Linked DNA regions of Mus musculus: all the other regions are linked to region 4. A link is a contact called in public HiChIP or PLAC-seq and promoter capture Hi-C data. All regions are on one chromosome and are shown on one strand. Each heading gives the region's core, a stretch centred on a gene start, on an enhancer-like site or on the middle of the called end of the contact. The rest is flanking DNA. Distances are from core to core; before and after follow the strand shown. Region 1 holds the start of Arhgap1 (Rho GTPase activating protein 1). Region 2 holds the start of Trp53i11 (transformation related protein 53 inducible protein 11). Region 3 holds the start of Atg13 (autophagy related 13). Region 4 holds the start of Slc35c1 (solute carrier family 35, member C1). Region 5 holds the start of Prdm11 (PR domain containing 11). Region 6 overlaps Cd82 (CD82 antigen). Region 7 holds the start of Ambra1 (autophagy/beclin 1 regulator 1).

Region 1 (3,318 bases), core at 456-2,955, 810 kb before region 4:
GCTGTGTGGTTTGTTTTTTTTTTTTTTTTTTTTTTTTGGTTTTTCAAGACATGGTTTCTCTGTGTAGCCCTGGTTGTCCTGGCACTAACTCTGTAGACCAAGCTGGCCTCGAACTCAGAAATCCGCCTGCCTCTGCGTCTGCCTCCCCCCGCCCCCCTCCCACCCAGTGCTGGGATTAAAGGCGTGTGCCACCGCGCCCAGTTCTATGGTGCTGTTTTATATCTTCAGTCAGTGAAGACCAGAGAGTCCACTCACCTCTCCTTAAAGGTGTGGAAAGCTCTAAACAGCACAGCCTTTCAGCAAATACCAAACAGAAAACGCTGCAAGAGCACCAATACTTTTAAACAATCCTTACTAATGCTTACAAAGCACAGGCGTATTTGGCTTGCATCGTGTCCTCTGGTCTTCCAAAGGATCTCGGTAACAGCCACAACTTTCTTTTACAGGTGAGTAATATTAGGTGTGTAATTTAGCTAACTAGTTAACAGGTTTGAATCTGATCCTGGTAACCTTAGCTTCTGACCTTTGTCTCTGCCAACACAGTAGGAATTCAGGTTCTCACAACTTCTTTGCATCTGCTTTAGTTACTGCTGCTTAGGTAGAGCAAGACAGCGCTGCAATGAAGGGACAATTATTTCTCGAGTTTGAAAATATCCTGCTTCTAACAAACTGGAAGAGCTGTCCGGAAATGTCTGAACCTCCCCCAAACTTTCAGACAGATGTCCGACTCCTCAATACCTCCTCGTGCGGTGTCTTCATTCCCTCGCCCTTCTCCAGGACGGACTCATCTTCCAGAGGTCCCCAATGCAGGCCGGGCTGCAGGGGTGCTCCTACACACCAGACCCCCAAGTGCTGATTCCTGGATCTCGAGGGGCCCACGGCCAAGCCCTGGGGGAGGCTCCTTAGAACAAGGATGGCAGGGCTCGTACCCGGCGGGCAGGCTTTGAGGCCCGGAGCAAAGCCTTTTCCGGAAGGGCTCCATCCTGAATCCTGGCCCAGGGGTGGCTCTGGGGCTGCAGGGAGACGGGAAGGCAGTAAAGGAGTGGTCCATGAAGGCGTGGGGTTGGGGAAAGAGAGGTACAGGGTCAGCTATGACCCAAGAGTCCGAGGGATTAGCAAGGTTCTAGTTAGTAGGGCCCTTGAATGGTTGGGAGGGAGTCTAGTCTCTTAGGGCACCGGAGCAGGATCCCAGGCTCAAGAGAAAAAGGGATGTAAGGGAATGCGCTGACTAGAAAAACGCTGTGGCCATCTAGTCCAGGGCTGAGGGTCGCAGACATCGCAGGTCACTCACGGTGCGGCTCTATTTTCCCCAAGATCACCTCCTCCACCTCCTTCATCGTGGGACAGAGATTCTCTCGCCACTCCCCTCTACCGGAAGTGAGCGTTTTTGTCCCGGTTCCTCCCGGAAACAGTCCTTGATTTTCAAATTTAAGCTCAAGGAAGAATCCGGGTGGTTAGGCATCATTGAAGGATGGACCTGGGAGTTTGGAAGTACTTGACAGATAAAACCCTGTCCGATGGGCGATACGAACCTAGGATTTCAGAGGCCCGCTAGTTTCCTGCATCTGGAAAAGCGGAACCCAACTCACTCACTTTAGGTAGCGGCGAGTCGGACAGCTCGGCTAATTAACCTCACATTTTGTCAGGTGATTGCCGGAAGTGGGCGGAGCACCAAGAAAGCCTTGTTTGGTCCGGGCAGCAAGCCGGAAGTAGGTAGAAGAAATGGCGGAAGTGGTTGGGGAGCTGGGGGCCCCCGAGGGGGCGGTTCCCATTCCCATCTCGGAGCCGGATGTTTGCCGAGCTTTGACAGGCGTGGCAGAGGAAGCATTGCCGGAACGAGGTGAGCTGCGGAGCGCGGGGTCTCTTTGGGCGTGGTGGTGGGGAAGAGCTGCTCTGGTCAACGGAAGGAATTGGGTCGGAAAGGGGAAAATCCGAGGCAGTGGGTCGGGAGTGGAATTGGGCCCGAGGGCCTGGGTCTCTTCGCTGCCGGGATTTTTCCCATTTCGGCGCCTGCAATGAGAAGACAGCCACTTTCTCTGACTTGTTCCTGCCCTCCCTCTGCAAGGCATAGGCCAAGCCAGAGCAAGCCGGTGGGAGGGAGGGAGAAGTCGTCCTGATCAGATCTGGCATAGCACTGAGAGCTAGAAATCAGGGGAAGTGATCCACCTTGTCACTTGATAGGCCGTGCTTTCATCTCACTTTCTTGTGAAACGAAATACACTCCATTCGTTGTTTGTTTTCGGACTCTATGCAAACATGATTATAGTTTAGAGTTGCAGCCTTGTAGGATTTGGGTTTTTCCAAAGTCACAAAACAGTCTGATTCCAGCACCAGCAAGTACTGTGACTTCAGTTTGCCCTGAGAAGTCTGGCTGCCCTTTCGTGGCGCCTCTTGGATCCCAGTGAACTTTGTGACCGACAGTCACTTAAGATCACTGTTGAGGGGGTTGACTTTAACCTAGAGAACACCTCAAACTGGAACTTGTGGGTTAAAATCCTGCGTCTGGGTTCTATGATCTGTAGCAGTTTGCTCCCTCCCTCCCTCCCCCCGCTTTTTGTTCAAACTGTAAAATGGTTTTTATAGCATATGCTGAACTACTAGTGCAGTTGTGAGGTGAATTTGTGCCCAGTTCATAGTACAAATATCCGTTTCCTTCTCCACTTATGAAATTCATTCATTCATTCATTCAGCTAATGACAGTCTGCTATGTGAAGACTCTGAATAAACTCTGGTGCTATGTGCATCACTCTGAATAAATTGCTTTGGTGTGTGTGTGTGCCCGCGCGCGCTCTCTTGTCGCGCATGTGCTGGAGAGACCCTGTGTATGCAGGCAAAGCGCTCTACCACTGAGCTATGGACTTAGCCCTTGAAATAGGTTCTTAAGCAATAACAGGGGGTTTGTGAAATCTTTAAAATGCATGCAAGGTTTCCATGGATCTGTTCATTTTTCCTAGTGAAAAAGTCCACAAACATCAAGAATTTCAGAGAGAGAGAGAATCACTGTTTTACAAAAGTCAAAGCCTTTGCCTGAAGTGATTTTTTTTTTAATTTAATTTGATTTATTTATTTTTTATTTTTCGAAACAGGGTTTCTCTGTATAGTCCTGGCTGACCTGGAACTCACTCTGTAGACCAGGCTGGCCTCCAACTCAGAAATCCACTTGCCTCTGCCTCCCGAGTGCTGGGATTAAAGGCGTGTACCACCACGCCCGGCGCCTGAAGTGAATTTTAAATACTTTCTAGGTAAATGGTTTACCTGGTCCAAATGGAATATTAATCTGAGAGAGTGGCTTTTTGCAGGTGGCAGATATATTTCATT
Region 2 (3,167 bases), core at 77-2,576, 730 kb after region 4:
GCTAACAGCCACTGAGAGCTGACTTGCTATGCACCAGACACTCTTCTGTTTACTTCCTTGCAAAGGGCACAGCCCCTCCTGTCCAGCCCCAGCCACTGGGAGGGCCATGGAGCCTACCTGGTATGTTAGCACCTCACACATGATCAGGTTTGGTTAACATGGCCTGCAGCTGTAACTGGAATCTCAGCAACAGCCACAAGGTACTTCCTGCTATAAGGTCACACCCCTTTGTAGGTAAGGAGGCAAGACTTGGAGAGGTTAGGAAACTTGCTTGCCTAGGGCTAAGCTAAACAACAGAGCCAGGATTTGAACCCAGGTATTCTAGTTCTGTAGCCTGGAGCAGAAAAGCAAAACTTAACTCTGGAGCCAGAGGCACACCTAGTTGAGTTATAGTGAGGGGCAGCTACTCTCCATCTCTGCCCCAGTTCTTTACCTTCAACCTTGCTTCTCTCAGTCCCCACCCTCCCTCAAGCCTTTACTATATCAGTCCAGAAGACAAGATCCAGAGGTTTCTTTCAGCAGGAAGCAGGGCCCTGGGCAAAAATCAACTGCTATAAAGGGTTTCTCAGGGAGTCCAGAGCCAGGCATGGGACAGGTTGTAGGTGCTGGTCTTTTTAGTTTGAGAGACTTCTCAAGACTCACCTGGGACTCTCTCTTGGCATGAGCTGTTTGCTTCCACCAACAAATACTCTGAAGCCACAGATAAGATCCAACCTTGCCACACGCAGCACATAGCACAGCAACTGCAGTAGAAGTCTCAGCGGGTAAGAGTTCTTGTCATTTGGGATTCACACCAAACTGGGGAGATGGGTGACCTGGGTGACAGAACACTCATTCACCAATTATCTTAAGGCCTTGGCTATGTATTAATGACTCGAAGTTTTGTGAACTGGGACTAGTCCTATTGGACTGCTGGGAACGCTAAGGTTTTATTTTTGAAAGTGGTTTAGCAAACGATGAATTGTAAATTGCTTTTAACCGTGTTGTTTCACCCGTGGGGGACCCTAACAGTCATAGCAGGTGCCTTCCTTCCACCCTAGACACCGGCCTAGGCCTGAGAATGGATGTTTCATAAACCCGTAGGGGTATGTTTGCAGTCCGGGAGAAAGGGGCGCTGTCTTCAGAACTTCCGAGAAAGTCCTGGGTGGCACAGCGGCAGGTTGTCCCCGTCCGGGGATCCCCCTAGCCAAGCGAGGGTGCGCCCTCCGCAGGCGGCTCCCGGTAGGCCCTCCGTTTCAGCTCTGGGTCTCCCCCCCAACCCCTCTGTGCCCGCCCCGGCCACCTCGGGGGCGAGGCAGCCCAGCGCGTGGGAGGGGACGGCGCGCCATTGGCTTGTGCGCGGCACTAGAGGAGGGACCAGTGCGGGCCGCCAGACTCGGGCGAGCCCAGCAGCGCCAGGAGTCCAGCTTGCCCTGCCCTGCCCTGCCCTGCCTGCCTAGCGCGGCGCCGCGATGTGAGACTCCCCGGGCCGGAGCGTCCGCAGGGCACGCCAGCTCCGCGAGCGCAGCACCCCGCGCGCCAGGAACGTAAGTCTGCTGCCGGCAGCCGCTAGCCTCACACTTCACCGCCGTTGCCACCGCGCTGGCCGCTGCCTGCGCAGCGCAGCCCGGGGACGCCGGGGGGCCTTAGGGACCGCTGGGGGCATCGAGCACCCTGCGAACGACAGCCGGGCGCCAGGACAGCTTGGCACTTGCGGGGCGGCGGGCGCCCGAGACCCCCGCTGAGCTCCTACTGGCACTGTCCTCTGTCCTTTTCGTTTGTCCCCTTGCACTGACTCGGTTTCCCTTTCTCCCCCAGCTCTCTTCTCCGCCACCTCCTTCCCCAGGGGCTGTTTATTTCGCTCTCGGCCTCCTCCAGGGCTTTATCTCTTTGATTCGGAGCTAGTGAGAGCGGAGAGTAAAGCAGTTTCTTTTATCCCGGGGTCTCTGTCTTCAGCGCTTGGTTCTCGGTCCCCTCCCCCTTTCTCGCCACCGCCCCCCCTCCTCCCGCCTTTGTTTCCCGGCGGGAGGATTGCGCGGTGTAAACTTGCGAGTTTCCGGGTCCTCGCCCCCACGGGTACGCGGGCGGAGAAGGTGGAGGGGTTCCCGCTGTCCAGTGGTCTGGCCGGACCTTTTGTGTGGGTGCCGGGGACTGGAGGAGTCGCGGACTCTCGCTTCACAAAGTGGGGGAGTGTCCTCGGCGCGGAGATGAAGATAGATCAGAGGGGGAAGGGGCAAAGCCGGCGACACTCCTGAGTCCCTGCTGGAGAGGAGCGGGCAGAAAAGTGTTTGGGCCTGACCCCAGTCGGGGGTGGTGGTGTCAGGAGGGTATTGCAGGTGGACCCGGGCGACTCTCTCTCCCAAACCGCGCAGACAGCTGTAAAGTGTAGCGCCATTGCCTGGCGCAGGATGGATTGGGGTCCCGTGTAGTGCGCAGAAAATATTACGCGCACCATCCTCGGGGCACAGCGAGGCCAGCCGCTCGCTTCGGCTCCCCTTTCGTCGCCTTCTTGCATCCTGGATGGAGCGGGCTTCTCCTCCTGCCTGTGAGGTGGAGGAGCAGGGATAGGCCCAGGACCCACTCCCACTTTGACCCAAAGCTTTACAAGCACACGGCCAAGGCCTCCTCAAAGTCCCCCAGCACGGACTTCCTGTTTCGTTTCTTTTAGAAAAACTTTCTGGATGGGGCCTGGAGAGAGTGTAGAAGTCCCTGGGTTGCAGGGACACCCACCCAGCTGTGTCTCCCGTCTGGAGGCTCCTGGAGAAAGGCCGCCACCTGCCGCCGGCGGGATTGGTGGGCTCCTGGAAGAATCCGGAAGAACACCACCCGCCCCTTAGTGGCAGCCTCTGGCTCAGTCCGAGGCTAAAAAAAATACTATTTTCCTGTAGGATCTTTGGAAAGTCAGAATATACTTCGGGTTTCTGTTGTCACCTTCGTACAGACAGAGCGCTCTCCTAGAGTCCCCTCTGGCCTTCGTGTCTTAGGTGCCCTCTGCCTTAGCTTCTCTTCTTCTGGACTCTCAGGTATGTCTGCCTTCACTTGCTGTTCCTGGCTTTGATTTTTCTGGGTCCAGGACCTCTGCCGCTCCTATCACCTCAACTCACAGCCTGGACTTGTGACAGCCCCCTCTGCTGGAGACAGAGGCTGCCGGCTAGGGGCAGGGTCTTCACGAATTATTCTTGGCTTTT
Region 3 (3,057 bases), core at 436-2,935, 750 kb before region 4:
AAAATGAATGTGAAAATAATTTTAATGAGTTATAAGCCTTTAAAAGATTTAAATTCAGTCTATAGTGTTTGGTATGGTAGTTCACACTTCTAGTATTCAGGAGGAAGAGATTCAGGAGTTCAAGGTCACCCAAAACTATATAAAGTGAAAACCAGCCTAGGCTATATAAATATCCTGTCTCAAAAACCTACAAGAGCAGATAGATAGATAGTGTTGTTTGGTTGTATTACATGCCTATAGCCCAGACCTGGGGAGTCAGAGGCAATAGGACTGCTAACAAGTTCAATACTAGCCTAGTCTACATAGTGAGTTCCAGGCCAACAAGTGTAATACACAAAAAGATCTTGTCTCAAAAAGCAGAGATTAATTGGTTGTGAATATAGCTCTGTAGTAGACTGAGCAGAGTGATAGGTTAAACCTCAAGTAAGAACACGTATGTGTTTGTGTATAGATATATAATTATTGTATACATATAAACATATACATATAAATAAATTTATACATATTTCATTAGGAGAATTTCAAAACTAGACATGATGGTATATGCTAGATAATCTCAACACTTACGATGCCGGGAAAGGAGGATCAGTAACTCAAGGCAAACAAACCCTGGCTGCATAGGTGAACCCTGTTTCCAACTATCCCAACCTAGGCCTGTGACAGCCTGCGTCGGTATTCTCAGCTCCTCAGGAGGCTGAGTGAAGAAGATAACTGAAGCACAGGAGTTTAAGGCCAACCTGGGCTACGGGCTACCACCGAAGTGGGGAGGGGGGAGCCAACAAAGGAATGTTACCTTGAGGATAGATTGAGCAGATTAACTAGGAAAAAAGTGAATGAGAGATTTACAACCCAAGAAGGTGCTTAGCCACTTAATTCAGAGATTTAATGAGAATAGGTTTTCGCAGGTTATTCCACTGCCAGTAAGAACATAGTCCCCTTTTTCACTAGTCAAGTCACCCTCACTTACAGGAGGACTTCATACTTGGCATTAAAAATTTTTTTTGATTGACTGAAAACTTACCTAACCTACCTTGATACCCAACACCGGAGTTACGGCCCTACAAATGTTCTCCAATAGATCTTTTTGACATAACTCAAAGAGACAATAAAGTAGCAAGAAAATTTCGGGGGATGTCTGTAACGGTTGGGACGCCTCAAGAGCCAACAGGGTCTACACCAACCCAACTTCTCGTAGAAAACATAATCAGGGGATTATGGAACTGAACCTCGGTTGCTTGGCTTGGGCGTCCCCAAGGTGGTGGCCAAGGGAACACAGATCAGTGACCTCCCACTCGGGGGCGCTGAAAGATCCGGGGGTTATTACCCTCAAAAGTGAGTACCTGCGAAGCTACGGCACAGAGAGTGGCTCCGGGCTCTCATTCCGGAGGCCGGGGCCTGGGGCCGGCCAACTGCACCTCCCAGCAGAGGGTTCCGCGCTCCCGGGCGGTAGTGACAGCACAGGTCGCAGAGAGATATCTCACGCTAACGAGGCTCCGGGATCCCAGAACTGAAAAAGCTGTCGGACTGGTGTGGACTGGTTTTTCTCAGAGCTTCCCCTTCACACGTCAAACGATCTCTCCCGCCCTAAGCCAGCAACCAGTCGCTGCCCGGCGCCGCCATCCTTAGTGTTTGTTTTCATCCGCTTCAGTGCAGGCGGTGGGGAGGTAGAGCGCTACGGAGGAAATGCAGCTGCCTAAATTCAGCTGCACTTTCGCTACACCACAAACGACCTATTTAATATTTCTGTACATCAGAGTCTTCAAGAAAGGCGGCTTATTTCCAGAAATAAATCATATGATTAATTTTAAAGCCTTTTAGGAGAAAAAAAAGGGTTTGGGAAGGAATTTAGGGAGTTGGAGACTGGGCTTCGTGTAGAATGTACGGAAGCGAAGCGCAGGCCGCGGTGGCCGAGGTGCTGATGACGCGGCGTGGGGCGGGCGCTGACGCGGAAGGGGAGGTGCGGCTGTTGCGCACCGTGGCGGCTTGTGTGCGGCCGTGGGTTCCGGAGGCGGGCCTTCTTCGGCCCCGAGGGTGGAGAGTGCTCCGGTTAATCCGGTAGCTACGGAAAGGTGGCGATCAGCGTTCGGTTATTCTGGGTCGAGCAGCCAGACTTTGGTTATCTTACTATTTTTGAGACAAGGTCTCGCTGTGTAACTCAGGTTAGCTTTGAACGTAATGTAGCTCCAGCAGGCATGGAGCACGCGGCGATGCTACCCAGTTTCCAGAATGCTAACATTACAGGCTGGACCAGCCTTAGGAGCTTTTTGTTTTGTTTTACTTTGTTTTGACTGGTGCTCGTAGTCCACGCTTGCCTCGCACATGATCTTCTGGTCTACACTTCCCAAGTACAGTGAGCCCATTCCTGGCTGGGGCATCTTTACTTACACGGCTTTTAAAGGAATAAACTTTTTAAATACATTTATGTTTTGGAGGCGGGCGTGATGTGGCAAGGGTGTTGGACGATTCTTTCTTTCCACCATATGGATCTCAGATAGCCAACTAATTTATTTCACCAGGCTTCACAGGCAAACCCTGTGCCCTCGGAGCCATCTTTGTCCCTTAATACTGTTTTGAAAGCGGGTTGAAAAGTGGCCTCGGTGTTCCAGACCTACCTGGTTCACTTAGCTTTTTCCTCCTTTCCTTCCTTTTATACTCTTCCTTCCTTTCTAGCCTAAAGCTTCGGGATTTGGGTCTCTTGAGATGAAGGGAAAGCCTGTTACAGCAGACAGTGTAGGTCCCCAGGCAGGGCCACAGACTGTCTTTCTTCCTTTCTCCCCCCCCCCCACCCCCCCTTTGTTCTACATCTCTAGTTGGACTGGTTTGAGCACTCCCTCATCTGTGGAGCCATAGGGCTTTGCAAAACAAACCTCTGAGTAACCCTTAAGGTGTTTTCAACTTGTCAGCTGTCTCCTGGTTGCCACAGACCTCTTTTACCTTGTAAATTGTTTGTTCTCATGTGTTGTTCTCAGTTGAAATGCCAGGCAGTAGATGAGCCACTGGGATTGAACTCTTATTGTCTGCAAATTAGATCAAGTTTGTCATACAATAGTGAGTCAG
Region 4 (3,294 bases), core at 732-3,231:
TGCTTCAAAGTTCCTGGGCTTTCATTTAAAAGCACATTTAGACTGTAGTGATAGTGTTGGTTTTCATTGCGCTAACTCCCAAGGGTCAGGAGCAAAGCAGACTGGCTTGAAACACAGGCCAGGGAGTATGACCAACTGGGGACTGCGTCCCAGACTATCTGCTTCTTAGTTGTGGGGCTGTGGCAAGGAGCGCAGCCTCTCCGAGCTGCAGTTTCACAGAGATGCCGCCACTCAGAGAGCTTATGGGTACAATAAAGAGGATGCTACAAGTGTAATGATCAGCACAACGCTCCTATCGGTAATTAATTACTTATGGTCACATCTGAGAAGGTAGTTAAAGCCTCTTAAAGCACACACATATTGACTGGACCACTGAAATGGCTCAGTGGGTAGAGGTACTTGTGCCAATTGTGATGACCTGAGTTCACCCTTGACCTCTTGAGAACAGTGGTGTGTTGGTCAAGAGTGTAACCTATGGAGGTAACTGCTTATGTGCAAATTTCTGCTACGTCAGTGATTACCTGTGTGATCCCAGCTACTTAGCTTCTCTGTGCCTTGGGTTTCTCTCCATAAAACGCAGCTATATTATACCTTGTAATGGGGATCCGTTACATTAACATGGCTCAAATGCTTAGCTAGATCTGAGTGTCTGGCTGGCTTTGCTGTAGTGTCTGCCTAACATTATTATGTTCACCTTGGCTGGATCCCTAACTTACTGAGTCACAGTAAGGAAGTTATTTGTTCTCTACAGGTCTCTCCCTATGACTGGTGGTGCAAAAGACCTGGGACAGATAATGAGTAATGTGGTATTGATCTTTACGATTCCTGCTCCCCACGCCCCCAGTCCCACTCACCAATGATGACGCCGCAGGTGAGCAGGGCATAGAAGGAAGTGGTCTGTTTGAGCAGCAGGTAGGAGAGAAGAACGTTGAACACGGTGGTGAGCGAGCGTCCCACGTTGTAGAAGGGCACCCCTACGTACTTGAGGCAGAGGTTATTGAAGGTTATCATGCCGATAAAGACCACTGACAGCGGCAGCACACTTCGGGCCACCTTGAGGTCCAGGTTTAGGGTGGGGAAGTCTACCATGCCGGGGCAGCAGGTGGCCAGAGTGCTGAGGCCCTTGCACAGCAGTGAGGTCACCAGGCATTGGTAGAAGGTGACAAAAATGGGGGTATCCAGCTGCAGGGAGGGGCTGTCCAGCAGGTACTTGTTGAGGAATACCATGGAAATGGAGGTGACCCAGTAGAGAGAGACCACCAGCGCGATCTGCAGAGCCCGGAGCAGAAATGGCTTGTTCCCGCTCTCTGACTCCTCGGAGACAGCAGAGACTCCAGTCAGCGCCATGCGCAGGATCCTGGACCGCTTCAGAGGCGCCCTGTTCATGGTGGCAGAAGAGCTGGGTCACCTTACGGCCAGAAGCAGTCCCTGGACTACAGGGCTTCAAGCAGCTAGGGTCTGTGGCTGCAGCCTTCAACTGTCACATGGGATGACCTATCGGTCCCCTCCTTCTTGGATGAAGTTCTGCTTCCGGATTTGCCGAGGTGCACCGCTCCTCATCTTGCTCGCTCCCGGGGCGGGGGAGGGAGGTGGTGTCACGAAACAAGACCCAGGGAAGGGAGAAGGGGCCTAACTAAGGATGTGGGCTTTGACAGCCATGGCCAGTTTGAGGACAGGGGACACGTGAGTCGCAGGGAGAAAGGAAGCGAGAGAGCGAAGGAAGGACGGAGCGGAGGAGGAAATAACTGGACGCGGACCGCGTGGGAAGCATGGGCTGCGGGAACCCCCGGAAGCACCCGCAGAGCCGAAAGGAGGGCGTGCTGCAGGGAGATCACCGAGGCTCAGGAAGGCGTCTCGAGGGACACGGACAGGGGCCTGACCGGAGCAAGGCCCTGCGGTTGCCACGAGCCGAATTCAAGTTCCGGCTCAGCGACGCGGGTCCCGGGCCACTTACCGAGCAGGGCGGGCCCTGCGCGCATTTCCTGACACGCCTACGAGCCGCCTTAAAGGGCCAGCTCGCAGGCCGTTGCCACTTCCCGCGGCCGTCAAGAGCTCCCCGGCAAGTCTGCACCTATGCCCACAGACCTGCCCTCTTCTTCCGGGAGTCCCCGGAGATCAGGGAAGGGTTTGCAAGTGCTATAGCCTCTCCCATTTTCTGGAAGGTTCTGTCATTCTCCCCTCCACCCGCACTATCTTTTCCCCTGATATCTTCAGATCGACCAGACTCGGTCAGGTGCATCTTCACCATCTACCCAGAAAATGGAATACCACCTTTCTGCTTAGGGAGACCCCCCCCCTCCCTCCGCCCAGCCCTTGCGCCCGGCTCCCCACCGTTGCACCTCCCTCGTCCCTCGAGCTCAGGCCACTCGGGAAGACCTTGTTGCAGTCCTCTCCTTTTTTCCTACCCCTATTTTCACCGCTTCCAGACCTAGTCAGGACATGAAGTCCCGGAGATCCAAGCAGCACTTCCAGAGGCGAGAAGCCATGTCACCTCCTCCAGATAAAGTCCATTCTGGATGCCCAGACCAAAGCCTCTGAGCTTCTCAATGCTGTATCCCCTTCCCGGGGCCCTTTCCCTTCCAGAACGTACCGTCCGTCCACCCGACTGGGCTCTGGTGTCCTGGCTGATGCAGGGACCTGGTGCTCACCCTCGGCGGTGCCCTCGGGTGCACCTGCAGCACCACCCTCGGCTGAACTTGCAACGCTGCCCAAGCCGCGCCCCCAGTACGACTTCCTGCCACGTCGGGCTTTGGGCAAGGTGGGGCGATTACCCACGGGAGCCCATCAAGAAAGCCTCTTTCCTTTATCTAAGGTCAACGCCATCTCCCACCCTCCACCCCAGCTAGCCTGGGACTCCTCCATTCTGTTACTGTCGTTTGGCGCATCCCTTGACAAGATGCATCTTTGGCCCTATGGGTCCAAGCTGGTGCTTCCAGAAGGGCGTGGTTGGGAGAACTGCGGATGCCGCCACTCCCCTACGAGAGTACCCTTCTCAGTCCCGGGAACCAGGCTTGAGTGGGCCATTAGCTCCAGGTCTTTTACACCTGGGCATCTGGAAGGGCTGACTTTTCTCTGGTTTCTCCCTAGCACCATTGTTGGACAGGCAAGTTTGCCCTAGGTTGAGCTGGTTTTATTATGGAAATGGCTAACACAGTGGGTTCCAGACTTATTGCTTATGTGGTTGGTTATAAAGATGTCTCGCTTAAAGTATTTCAATTACTATTTTATTAGTAGGGCCTGATGGTAAAGGGCTTGTAATCCCAATTGAGATAGGAAGATCAAAAGCTCAGCCGC
Region 5 (2,911 bases), core at 45-2,544, 590 kb after region 4:
TCTGACCCATACACCCTACACCATCAACCAAGACCTAGGAAAGTCCCTGCCTTCCTCTTCGGGGGACAGGGGTGCCACGGGAATCACACTTCATGGAAAACTATTCTGCTTCAGATAGACAAAACTCCCAAAGTTTATAGGGTTCTCAAGATGAAAAGAAGGCTCCCTTCACTGCTCGCAGTCCCCACGCACAAAGGACTGGGCGTGCTTCTTTCTGATCACTCTTAATCACAGACCACGGCTGTCCTCCACACGAAGCCATGGTCAAAAAAAACAAAAGACAGACTTTCCTTCTCTAGGTCATCAACTGATTCTAAGGGTCTGAGCTCCAACTCAGATGGGCTCAAGACACTAGCAACTTTTTGCCTTATTAGCCCAAGGCTGCTCAGTAGTCCCTGCAGCGACTTGCCTAGGGCACGCTGGCCTTGACAGAGGAAGGTCATTGGCCACCAAGTTTCTGCAGTTTCTGCATCACATAGTACCTTGGGGACCGGGAATGAGGAGGTGGGGGGTGGAGACGACACTCAGGGGCGAATTCCCGAAGAGTCCGTGCTGCAACCAAGACTTAAAATAGATAAAAGGCACGCCCTCCCTCTGCCGCCCCAGGCCCGCGGCAGGTCACAGAGAGGCATGCGGTCCCTAAGCCCCCCAGCCCGGCCCCGAAGCACCGGCGACCGGGTCCCTGCAACTAGGCCAGCGGCTGCATCCCGCCCTCGCCCCGCCCTGCCCCCTGTCTACGCGCTCTCTTTGCGAACGCCGGGCCCGAACAGCCGCTCCCATTGGCCGGCGGCCGCGTCCGTCAGCGCGCGGCGGAGCCGAGGAAAAGGCTACAGTGGAACAAGGCGGGCGAGTGCGCGGAGGAAGGAGGCGGAGGCTGGGCCGCCCGAGGCCCGCGTCGGGCGGTGGCGACGACCTGCGGGCCCGGGCCACCTTGAGACCCGCCCCGCTTCCGGTGCTCCGGTCCGTGCCCCGTCGCCTGCCTGCGCCCCCGCTCCCCAGTGTCCCCGCGCGCTCTTCGCCGCGGCCCCCGCGCCGGTTGGCGAGCCGCCCAGCGTCTTCCGAAGCCATGTTCACGTTCATGGCCACGGTGGCCACCGGGCCCACTCACCTTCGCGGGCTCCCACGCGGGGCGGCGAGCCGGGCCGGGGCCGGGGCGGCGGGACGCGGCGGGACGGGGCGGCCGCGCGCGGGGTCCCCGGCCGGGCAAAGTTTCAGCGCCAGCGGCAGCGCGGCGGCGACTCGCTGCTGCTCTCCTCCCCTGCTTTGACCACCATCTTATTAGTACAGGAAATGACATGGAAAACGGAAGAAAGCGGCGTTTGGGGCAGACGCGGACCCCCCAATTCAGGGGGCCGGAGCCGAGCCTCGCTGAGCCCCGCGTCCCCCGAGCCGGCCCCGCGCGGGAGCTCGCGCGTCCCCGCCGCGCGCCCCACGGGGAGGGCGACGCTGCGGAGGAGGAGCGGGCTGCGCCAACTTTGTGCCTGGGATACTTTCTGGGGGTCGTGCTAGAAAGTTGTGGCGTTTGCGCAAGCCCATCCGAGGGTGCCTCCTGGCTCTGCCCGGCTTCGACGTTGTCGGTCTACAACCCAATAAATAGTCAGAGGGCGATAAATGCGTTTATAATTTTAACCCTTACAGGGTCCTCTTCCGGGCCCCTTTAACCCTTTGGTTGCTCAGCCGTTTGGAAGTATCAACTGAAGTTGGGTAACATGCGTCCCATAGAACACCAAGGGAAAAGGGCCCTGGGGCCTGTGAGAAAAATTAACTATTTACGTGGGGACTAAAGGGTGAGTGTCACTTGCTGTTCAGATCAAAGTACAGTACCAAATCTGAATACAAAGCTGGAACGGGACTGTGTCCTAACTTAACTTGCCTAGTGCCTCATTGTATCCATCTGCAAAATGGCACCCAGCAAGAAAGATAGTGAAGGGATGTAGTAAGGCTGGGGTGTTTAAAGGAAGTGTGAGTGGTCAGAGGGAACCAGAACAACCCTACCCCAAGCCCTTCTTTGTAATGACCCCAAGGGGAGGCTGCTGCAGGGTGGGTTCCCTGGCCGAAGGAGGGCCTCACCTTAGGCTGGAAGTTGCCAAAAAGGATTCTACCTGAGTAAGAGATCTTGGAAGGCCTGCCCAGTGCCAGGTAGTCCAGGAAGGTCCAGATAGTCCCAAGAAGGTGTCACCTCAGGGGAGCCGATTACCCAGGGAAAGGAGCTTCCACCAGGGCGATCCCAGAGGGCTTTCCAAGGTCAAGTACTCCTGAGGATGCTTTGCTTAGGAGACCTGATGGGGGCTGGGACAGGAGGCAACTTCTCTTATTTCTCTTGACCTTGGTAACATAAACGCTTCTTCGGCTCCCTTGTCTGTCACTTGCAGTATGACCTTGAGTGTCTGTAGCTATGACCCTGTTTCCTCTTCTTGCAAAGCTGTAAAGGTCCAGCTGCCAGCTCTAGGGTGAGCCCTGAGGGTGTATGTAAAGAGCCCAGAAGCAGCTGTAATGCTATGGAAATGGCTAGGTGCTTGCTGTGTGTCCACAGTGTAGCTTTCTGAAGCACCGGGTCGTGTGTGGGATATGGATGAAGACCTGGATCTGTGTATCCCATTGTGGCTCCAGCCCAGTCAGAAGTCTGTAGGACTACCTCAAGTTCTAACTAACACCTGGGAGAGGGCAGGCTCAGGAAGAGAGGCTGAGGAATTAGCCACTTGTCCCTTATGAGGGGAAGAGACCATACATGAAACAACATCAGGGGTGGGCCAGGAATCCACAGGACCACATGCCAGGAAGGCAAACAGTGAAGACCCAAGTGCCCAGGGGTTGGCACAGGGCCTGCAGTGACTAGTGCCTGCTGCAGAGAGTGGGTGGGACGAAGAAACTGAGACAGACCACAAAGAGGCACAGGAAAAGAAGGGTATGG
Region 6 (3,068 bases), core at 63-2,562, 990 kb after region 4:
CCCTCTTTTCAGAAATTCCTAATGTGGATTTCTGAGACTTTCCCTCTGTGGTCTCTCTTCTAGTGCACTGCACAGCCAGCCATAGCCAATGCCCATGCCCAGCACTGCCCAGTTTGCACCAACAGAAGCTCGAGGGTGAGCTTGGACCCCAGGTGACTCAGGAACAGCCAAGTTCTACACCCAAGTGTGTCACAGGTTCTCCCCACCGCAGCTTCCCCTCCACACCCTCCCCTCCACATCCTCCCTAAAACGCAGGGTCTTTCAGGGTTATCCTGAACTTAACATTTTCTGCCCATGACTCTAAAAATGCCCAGGACGAGTGAGCTCGTGGCACATGATCGTGAGAACGAGGTAAGAGCTGGGTGTCTGCAGAGCTCAGGAAGGTCCCTTAGAGAGACACTGGTTCTGCAGAGGAAGCCACTGAACACCAGAAATGACATCACTAAAGCTAGCTAGGATTGGCACAAGCCAGAGGTCCTGATGACTGCTCAGAGGGAAGCCAGGAACTAGGGTTTTAGGCTCTGGGGATGGAACATGCTGAGATGTGCGCCAGGGGCCAGCACAGATGCTCTGCAGCTTGTGATTCAGCCCTGACTTCCCAGTGCCTCCGTGCTCAGACAGGAGCAGGTGACCAGAAACCGGTGTCATGTGGTCCTCCCACTCCTTGACTATTCCATACCCTTCCCGAAGTTCACTCCCCTCCTGTTACCTACCCCAGAGCACTGTCATGAGAGTCACCTGAGAGATCACTGTCTTCAGAGAGGCCAGACAGAGTAAGAGGCAACCATACAAACACAAGTCTACACCTGAATAGGCCGCATGGACCACCTCCGGCCAGCTATGTAGCCTGGAGCCATGCCTTGCTTCTGCTGTAGCTTTCCCTGTGAAATTAGCCGACTAGTGGGTTCCCAGGAAGGAGCTAGGTGAGGTGCCTGACACCTGGCAGGATTTTGCCCAGTGGTCCTGGCCTACACTGAAGCAAGGTGATGGGGGAAAGGCTGGCCTCTGGGGAGGGGCACCTCTGTCAATGAGGCCAGGCCATGAGTGTCACCTTGAGGCAGGAGGCACCTGGAGGCTGGGAAGTCTGGCAGCCATGGCAGGTAAGAGTGGCCTGTCACACATGGCAGGATGTGGAGAGAGAACTTCAAGGCTCTGGAGACCACCTGGCCCAGCCTGGTCCAACAGGCTGGCGTATGACACAGATCTCCAGCTTCTGGACTTTGCCCTGAACATCCATAAAAGGAGGCTGGTCATGGTGGCTGCTTGTACTCTCCTGTGTTGTAACCTTCTGTGACAGCTGACTTGGGGACTGCTGGATTCTTGACCTCACACTATCTTATTTTCAATCTCGGCTTGTACTTTCGGTTTGTTGTTACTGTTGTTAAAATAAGAGAGGGAAAAACAAGCAAACAAACACACGTTCCCCTGGCAACAGGAGAAGCGTGGGGCCATGGAGCAGCCTGGGAGTTCAAGGTTCCCTGGGAGACCTCTTGGGAGTCCTGCTCTGCTTCTAGCTGTGGTGTGACCTTGAGCAAGAGAGTTAGCTAATGTCCCTGAGCCCCTACAGGCCTCACCTCCAACACAGCAGGGCTGGTGGGAGCCTGTCCATTGAACTGCTGGAGGACCAAGAAGACACAGCCAGAGCCTGAACACAAGCTGCTGCCCCACTCTAGCATCCCACATGTTTAGTCACAGGAGTTCAAAGCCCAGTCACATGACCCCATGAGCTGGATCGACAGGTTCCCACTCTCTGGCCCCTCAACACTGTAGCTAGGAGGTGACAAGCTTTAGCCTATCACCTTGCATCACCCACAAAATTTCTCTTCTCATTGAGACTCTTAAACAAGCTCCTAGATAAAGCACTGTCCCCATTGAGCAGATGAAAAAACTGAGGCTCAGAGGTTCAGTGACTTGCCTAAAACCAATCCAGTAAATAACCAGCACTCTTTCCTTACCTCATGCTAAGCAACACCTTAGTGGAGGCTACCCACCCAATCTTCCTCACCAGACTTCCTCACTAGACCCTTTTTGTCCTGACCCAGCTCCCAAGATGTGACTCTTGGCTTCCTGTCAGGGAAGGAGACCAGATCCTCTGGTCCTGGCCAGGATCTCCCTTCAATCCCTTTAATTTAGCCGATGTGGCTTAGATAGGTTTCCCTTCTTGCATTTTGCTCTGAAGCCCAAGAGGCATCACTGGAGGGCCACTGACTGAACAAGAGGCTGCCTCGTAAGAAGTACCAGACGGGAAGCTGAGCTATGGCCCCTGAGCTCCCAGCCTTCTGCAGCTCTCACACTCAGATGCACTGTGCTAGGGACACCCCAGACATCCTACCTCGGTCTCCATCTCCCAGTGAAGAGCCTGAGGCCCAGGTGTTGTGAATGTTGAGGTGTATGCTGGGGCTGGGGCTGGGGCTGGGGCTGGCTAAAGTGGCCAGTGCTCTGGGTGGCTTCAGACCCTTAAGAATGGGGGTGACGCGTTCACATTTGTCCATCACACTGGGATGTGCAAACTGCTAGGCTTGGCCTCAAACGTCCAGCCCAGGACTCTGCTCCATCTCAACCTAACTGTAGCTTAAGTGGAAAATCAGATAAGACGCTGTAAGTCTGAGGGACGCTTAAGAGACTCGAGGATCAGCTATTCAGAAGTCGCAGACTCTGGGGCCTCATGTCAGGACCTAGACTCCCAGGAGACGTCTCAGGAAGCAGGTTTTAAGAACCTCTCCTCACCCCAGTAAACCAGGTCACAGCGTAGATTCTGAATTGAGAGAGGCTTAATTGTAGTCTCACTACTCAGAGCTGTGTGACCTTTGGCACACAGCTTGCCTGCTCTGGGCCTTAGTGCTCTCTGTAAAGTGGACTATCACGGATGTCCAGGAAGAAGCCAGTCCTGAATTGCTGACACTCTAGGAGATCCCTTGGTTCCTTGAGAGGTGGAACAGGCCTGGGGTTCCTGTAGACGGGCCCAGAAAGGTCATGGTCACTAAGTCCTTGGAATGGAGTCTGGCAAAGAGCAGCATGAGGGACAAAGGGAATGTGCTCGCTGCCCAACCCCTTAATCCAGCCCCTAA
Region 7 (2,960 bases), core at 299-2,798, 730 kb before region 4:
AGGATCAGCTACAAATCAAATATGTCTGTAAAAGCCTGTAATTCCAACAAGTAGGAGGCAGAGGGAGGAAGATAGACTTTGAAGTAATATGGATTACATAGTGAGATTCTGTTTAAAAAAAAAAAAAAGCCAGGCATGGTTGCTTATAATCCCAGCACTCAACTAGCTTGAGGCAAAAGGATTGCTGTGAGCTTGAGGTCAGCGTGGGCTTCATAGTGAGTTCCAAGCCAGCCAAGCTATAGAGTGTGAGCCTCCACTGCAGTCTCTCACACTCCCTCAGGCACACTGCAAATGTGGAACAGGAAGGCAAGCACATCAGAATTTCAAAGCCATTCTTGGATACACAGAGTTCAAGACCAGTGTGTGTGCCACACAAAATCCTGTCTCTAAAAACTATTTAGTGAACTAGCTACGAAGCTAACTAAAAGCACACTGTGGACTGTGGCTTTAGATCCTTGGAAGAAAATAAAAGAGAAGTAAGTGGTTTTTTTTTTGAGAAAGAATAGAATAGGCTGGGAGGTTGTGGTGTTCACCTTTAATCCCAGCACTCCGGAGGCAGAGGCAGGCAAATCTTTGTGAGTTGGAGGTCAGCCTGGTCTACAGAACCAGTTCCAGGACAGCCAAGGGTACACAGAGAGAAGCCTTGTCTGGCAAAACAAAACCAAAGAATAAAAATTTAAAAACAAGGTACAGGAACTTTCCCTTCCCACATTAAGGTGTGCCATTTTCTCTTGGATATTCTTCTAAAGCTGACCTGGAGCATTCATAGCGATTGTTCTTCAGCTCTGAGGGGAAACCAAGAATAAAGTGGTAAAGTCATTTGTTCAACTGGGACAAGTAGTGTGAGAAGTCTCTAAGTGTACGGCAGTCGTTGAACTATTAAGACGAGCTTTATTCTGCTATGATTTATCTTCAATCAATGTGCTCACAAAAGGCTAATTCCTTTTTCACTTAAAACAAGGTCTTTGGTGGCGCATGCCTTTAATCCCAGCACTTGGGAAACCCTGTCTCGAAAACCACACACTCAAAAAACAAAACAAAAACCAAAACCTAGCCAAACCAACCAACCAACCAAAAAAAAAAAAAAAAAAAAAAAAAAAAACAAAAAAACAACAAAAAAAAAAAACCACCAAGGTCTCATATAGTCCAGTTTGGCCTTGTGCTTAACTGACTATGACTTTGAACTCCAAATCCTCATGCCTCCTTTCCTAAAATGCAGGGACTACGGGGGGAGGGTGTGGGGGACTTTTGGGATAGCATTGGAAATGTAATTGAGGAAAATACGTAATAAAAAAAAAAAGTACCAGGAAAAAAAAAAAAAAGCAGGGATTACAAGCGTGCTCCTGTCTCAAAAATTTAGTTCTCTAAATTACTTTAACACTCTGTCACCAACAGAAAATGGCAGAATCCCAGCCTACTCTACGCTATAGTTTAATGATCTGGATTTGTTTATTTATGCCTAGGAAGGCAGCCGGATTTGCAGCAGGAGCTGAGCAATGTTTCGGCACTCGGCTGCAGTGCCTTGAACGATTGCTGGGGCGCTCTTCCTTTGATGTCTGGGCGTTCGTGTGTTCGATGATCTTTTGCGGCGTCTTCTTGGTTGATGTCTCCGGAGCGGCGGCGGCTGTGCCAGGTCCTGGACTGAGTTATCCCGGAGGCCCCGGGCTCTGGCCGCTTTCTTCCGCTGGTCGGTCGAGCGGACCCCTCGCTTTCTTCGGCCTCTCCCCGCCTTCCGTCCGTGGCTCCGTGCGCTCGCTGGCTTTCGGGCCGAGCTCTCACTCTCCTCGCAGGTAGGCCCGGGAGGAGCCTGGGAGGCCCGGTCCCGCATCCTTCCGCCCAAGGCAGGAGGAGACCTTAGCGCCGGCCGGTGGGCGAGCGCGCGGCCCGCCGGGGTGCGCGTTGTGAAGGGGGTTGCGCCCGGGGGCGCGGCCGGAGGGCGGCCCGGAACTGAGCGAGAAGCCGGAAGGAGGGAGAGATGCTGAAGCTGCCGGCCGGGTTCCGTAGAGAGGGGATGTCGGGTCCTGGACGCGTGTCGTCACCCCTAGATTGTAGGAACTTGGCTTTCTTAGACCCTATTCCCTTTCTCCTTTCCTACAACTCCGGTTCCGGATGTCATGCTCAGTTGCACTGGGGACCCCTACTGAGTTCAGCCTCGGAGTGCCCTTTTGAGTAGGTGGAGGCTATTGAAACTAGGCCCTCCAGCTCCTAGGAACGAAATATCACTTATAGTCTTTTGGGGTAGGGAAACCGAGGCTGAGGTAGGGGACGTGACTTTTCCCTGTGACCTCGACAGATCATTAAATGTGCTGTAAGGTTCTTTTTTTTTTTTTTTTTTTTTTTTTTTTGTCTTTAACAGTTCACAATTCTCCCATTTTACTGGTCACTTTTTACTTAACAGTCTCTCATTTGACTTTTTGGAACTCTTCTTTCTTAGAAACATATATTGTGTTACTGGAGGCTTCAGACATTAAGGGAGCAAGTGATGTTTTTGACTGGGTTTGCTTTTTCGAAGTTTGTATCGTTTTAGCAAAAGTAGTAAGGATAGTTTAGTTTTGTTTACTCATAAATAATTTGTTTACTTCCACTTTACTTCTGATTAATACTGATTCCACTCTTCAGCTTGTTCTGAAACTTTCTGCTATGGTGTTAAGTACTTAGTGCAAGATGGAAGATGCTTAAGATGGTTAAGACTTTGAATTCAGGTTCTTGTCTTGTGGAGGTCTTTTCTAGGAGGGAATCCAAGGAATCTCTTTTGAAACTTTTTTTTATTTGGTTAGTGATTTAGTCATTTTATTCAAGAGTTCAAAAGTCTGTGTAGAAATTATTCAAACATAATTGAAGATGAATCATTTGTGAACTTTACTGTTTCTCTCTTTTTTTTTTAAAGATTTATTTATTATATGTAAGTATACTGTAGCTGTCTTCAGGCACACCAGAAGAGGGTGTCAGATCTCATTACT

Evidence for each region. Promoter capture Hi-C pulls out the DNA fragments that hold promoters and counts their contacts. HiChIP or PLAC-seq counts read pairs in DNA pulled down with a chosen protein or histone mark. Capture Hi-C pulls out chosen DNA fragments and counts their contacts.
Region 1: a promoter capture Hi-C map of liver shows a contact between it and region 4, with 3 times the contacts expected there. The contact joins the promoter of Arhgap1 here to the promoter of Slc35c1 in region 4. A contact is called at or near these places in 1 of 39 promoter capture datasets (pre-B cells), 1 of 484 Hi-C or Micro-C datasets (pre-B cells) and 2 of 9 other capture datasets (adipose tissue and liver).
Region 2: a contact with region 4 is called in an H3K27ac HiChIP or PLAC-seq map of embryonic stem cells, with 2.3 times the contacts expected there. The contact joins the promoter of Trp53i11 here to the promoter of Slc35c1 in region 4. A contact is called at or near these places in 1 of 39 promoter capture datasets (embryonic stem cells), 4 of 115 datasets of contacts at active chromatin or transcription factors (embryonic hindbrain, embryonic stem cells, epiblast stem cells and 1 more) and 1 of 9 other capture datasets (liver).
Region 3: a promoter capture Hi-C map of pre-B cells shows a contact between it and region 4, with 5 times the contacts expected there. The contact joins the promoter of Atg13 here to the promoter of Slc35c1 in region 4. A contact is called at or near these places in 1 of 39 promoter capture datasets (pre-B cells), 2 of 484 Hi-C or Micro-C datasets (CD8 T cells and erythroblasts), 2 of 115 datasets of contacts at active chromatin or transcription factors (memory CD8 T cells and pro-B cells) and 1 of 9 other capture datasets (liver).
Region 5: a promoter capture Hi-C map of hippocampal neurons shows a contact between it and region 4, with 3 times the contacts expected there. The contact joins the promoter of Prdm11 here to the promoter of Slc35c1 in region 4. A contact is called at or near these places in 2 of 39 promoter capture datasets (cranial neural crest and hippocampal neurons), 4 of 484 Hi-C or Micro-C datasets (CD8 T cells, the G1E-ER4 cell line and embryonic stem cells) and 2 of 115 datasets of contacts at active chromatin or transcription factors (astrocytes and microglia).
Region 6: a promoter capture Hi-C map of liver shows a contact between it and region 4, with 2.3 times the contacts expected there. The contact joins the enhancer-like site here to the promoter of Slc35c1 in region 4. A contact is called at or near these places in 7 of 39 promoter capture datasets (the 3T3-L1 cell line, 3T3-L1-derived adipocytes, hippocampal neurons and 2 more) and 1 of 115 datasets of contacts at active chromatin or transcription factors (bone marrow-derived dendritic cells).
Region 7: a contact with region 4 is called in a promoter capture Hi-C map of liver, with 2.6 times the contacts expected there. The contact joins the promoter of Ambra1 here to the promoter of Slc35c1 in region 4. A contact is called at or near these places in 3 of 39 promoter capture datasets (hippocampal neurons, pre-B cells and stem cell-derived epiblast-like cells), 1 of 115 datasets of contacts at active chromatin or transcription factors (the SCID.adh cell line) and 1 of 9 other capture datasets (liver).

The regions. Positions count from the first base shown.
Region 1 is chr2:91,648,413-91,651,730 of GRCm38.p6, forward strand. It overlaps Arhgap1 (Rho GTPase activating protein 1), which reads left to right and starts at 1,706. Exons shown (of 14, transcript NM_001359970.1): 1 at 1,706-1,840. Zfp408 (zinc finger protein 408) reads right to left here and starts at 1,379. Exons shown (of 5, transcript NM_001347175.2): 1 at 1,292-1,379; 2 at 739-1,013. The coding sequence starts at 1,337.
Region 2 is chr2:93,186,222-93,189,388 of GRCm38.p6, forward strand. Trp53i11 (transformation related protein 53 inducible protein 11) reads left to right here and starts at 1,327. Exons shown (of 8, transcript NM_001025246.2): 1 at 1,327-1,526.
Region 3 is chr2:91,708,907-91,711,963 of GRCm38.p6, forward strand. Atg13 (autophagy related 13) reads right to left here and starts at 1,686. Exons shown (of 17, transcript NM_001355419.1): 1 at 1,341-1,686. Harbi1 (harbinger transposase derived 1) reads left to right here and starts at 1,946. Exons shown (of 3, transcript NM_178724.5): 1 at 1,946-2,345.
Region 4 is chr2:92,457,813-92,461,106 of GRCm38.p6, forward strand. It overlaps Slc35c1 (solute carrier family 35, member C1), which reads right to left and starts at 1,982. Exons shown (of 2, transcript NM_211358.2): 1 at 855-1,982. The coding sequence starts at 1,386.
Region 5 is chr2:93,044,871-93,047,781 of GRCm38.p6, forward strand. Prdm11 (PR domain containing 11) reads right to left here and starts at 1,295. Exons shown (of 8, transcript NM_001368848.1): 1 at 1,109-1,295.
Region 6 is chr2:93,444,104-93,447,171 of GRCm38.p6, forward strand. The region is part of intron 1 of Cd82 (CD82 antigen); the gene reads right to left. Among named protein-coding and RNA genes, the nearest start is that of Gm10804, 7.2 kb to the right of the region's middle. Within about 2 kb of position 1,313, at least 66 of the 459 cell types and tissues checked have an H3K27ac peak or open chromatin away from gene starts, as enhancers often do. A contact at or near this core is called in liver, where this site is marked.
Region 7 is chr2:91,728,590-91,731,549 of GRCm38.p6, forward strand. It overlaps Ambra1 (autophagy/beclin 1 regulator 1), which reads left to right and starts at 1,549. Exons shown (of 18, transcript NM_172669.3): 1 at 1,549-1,790.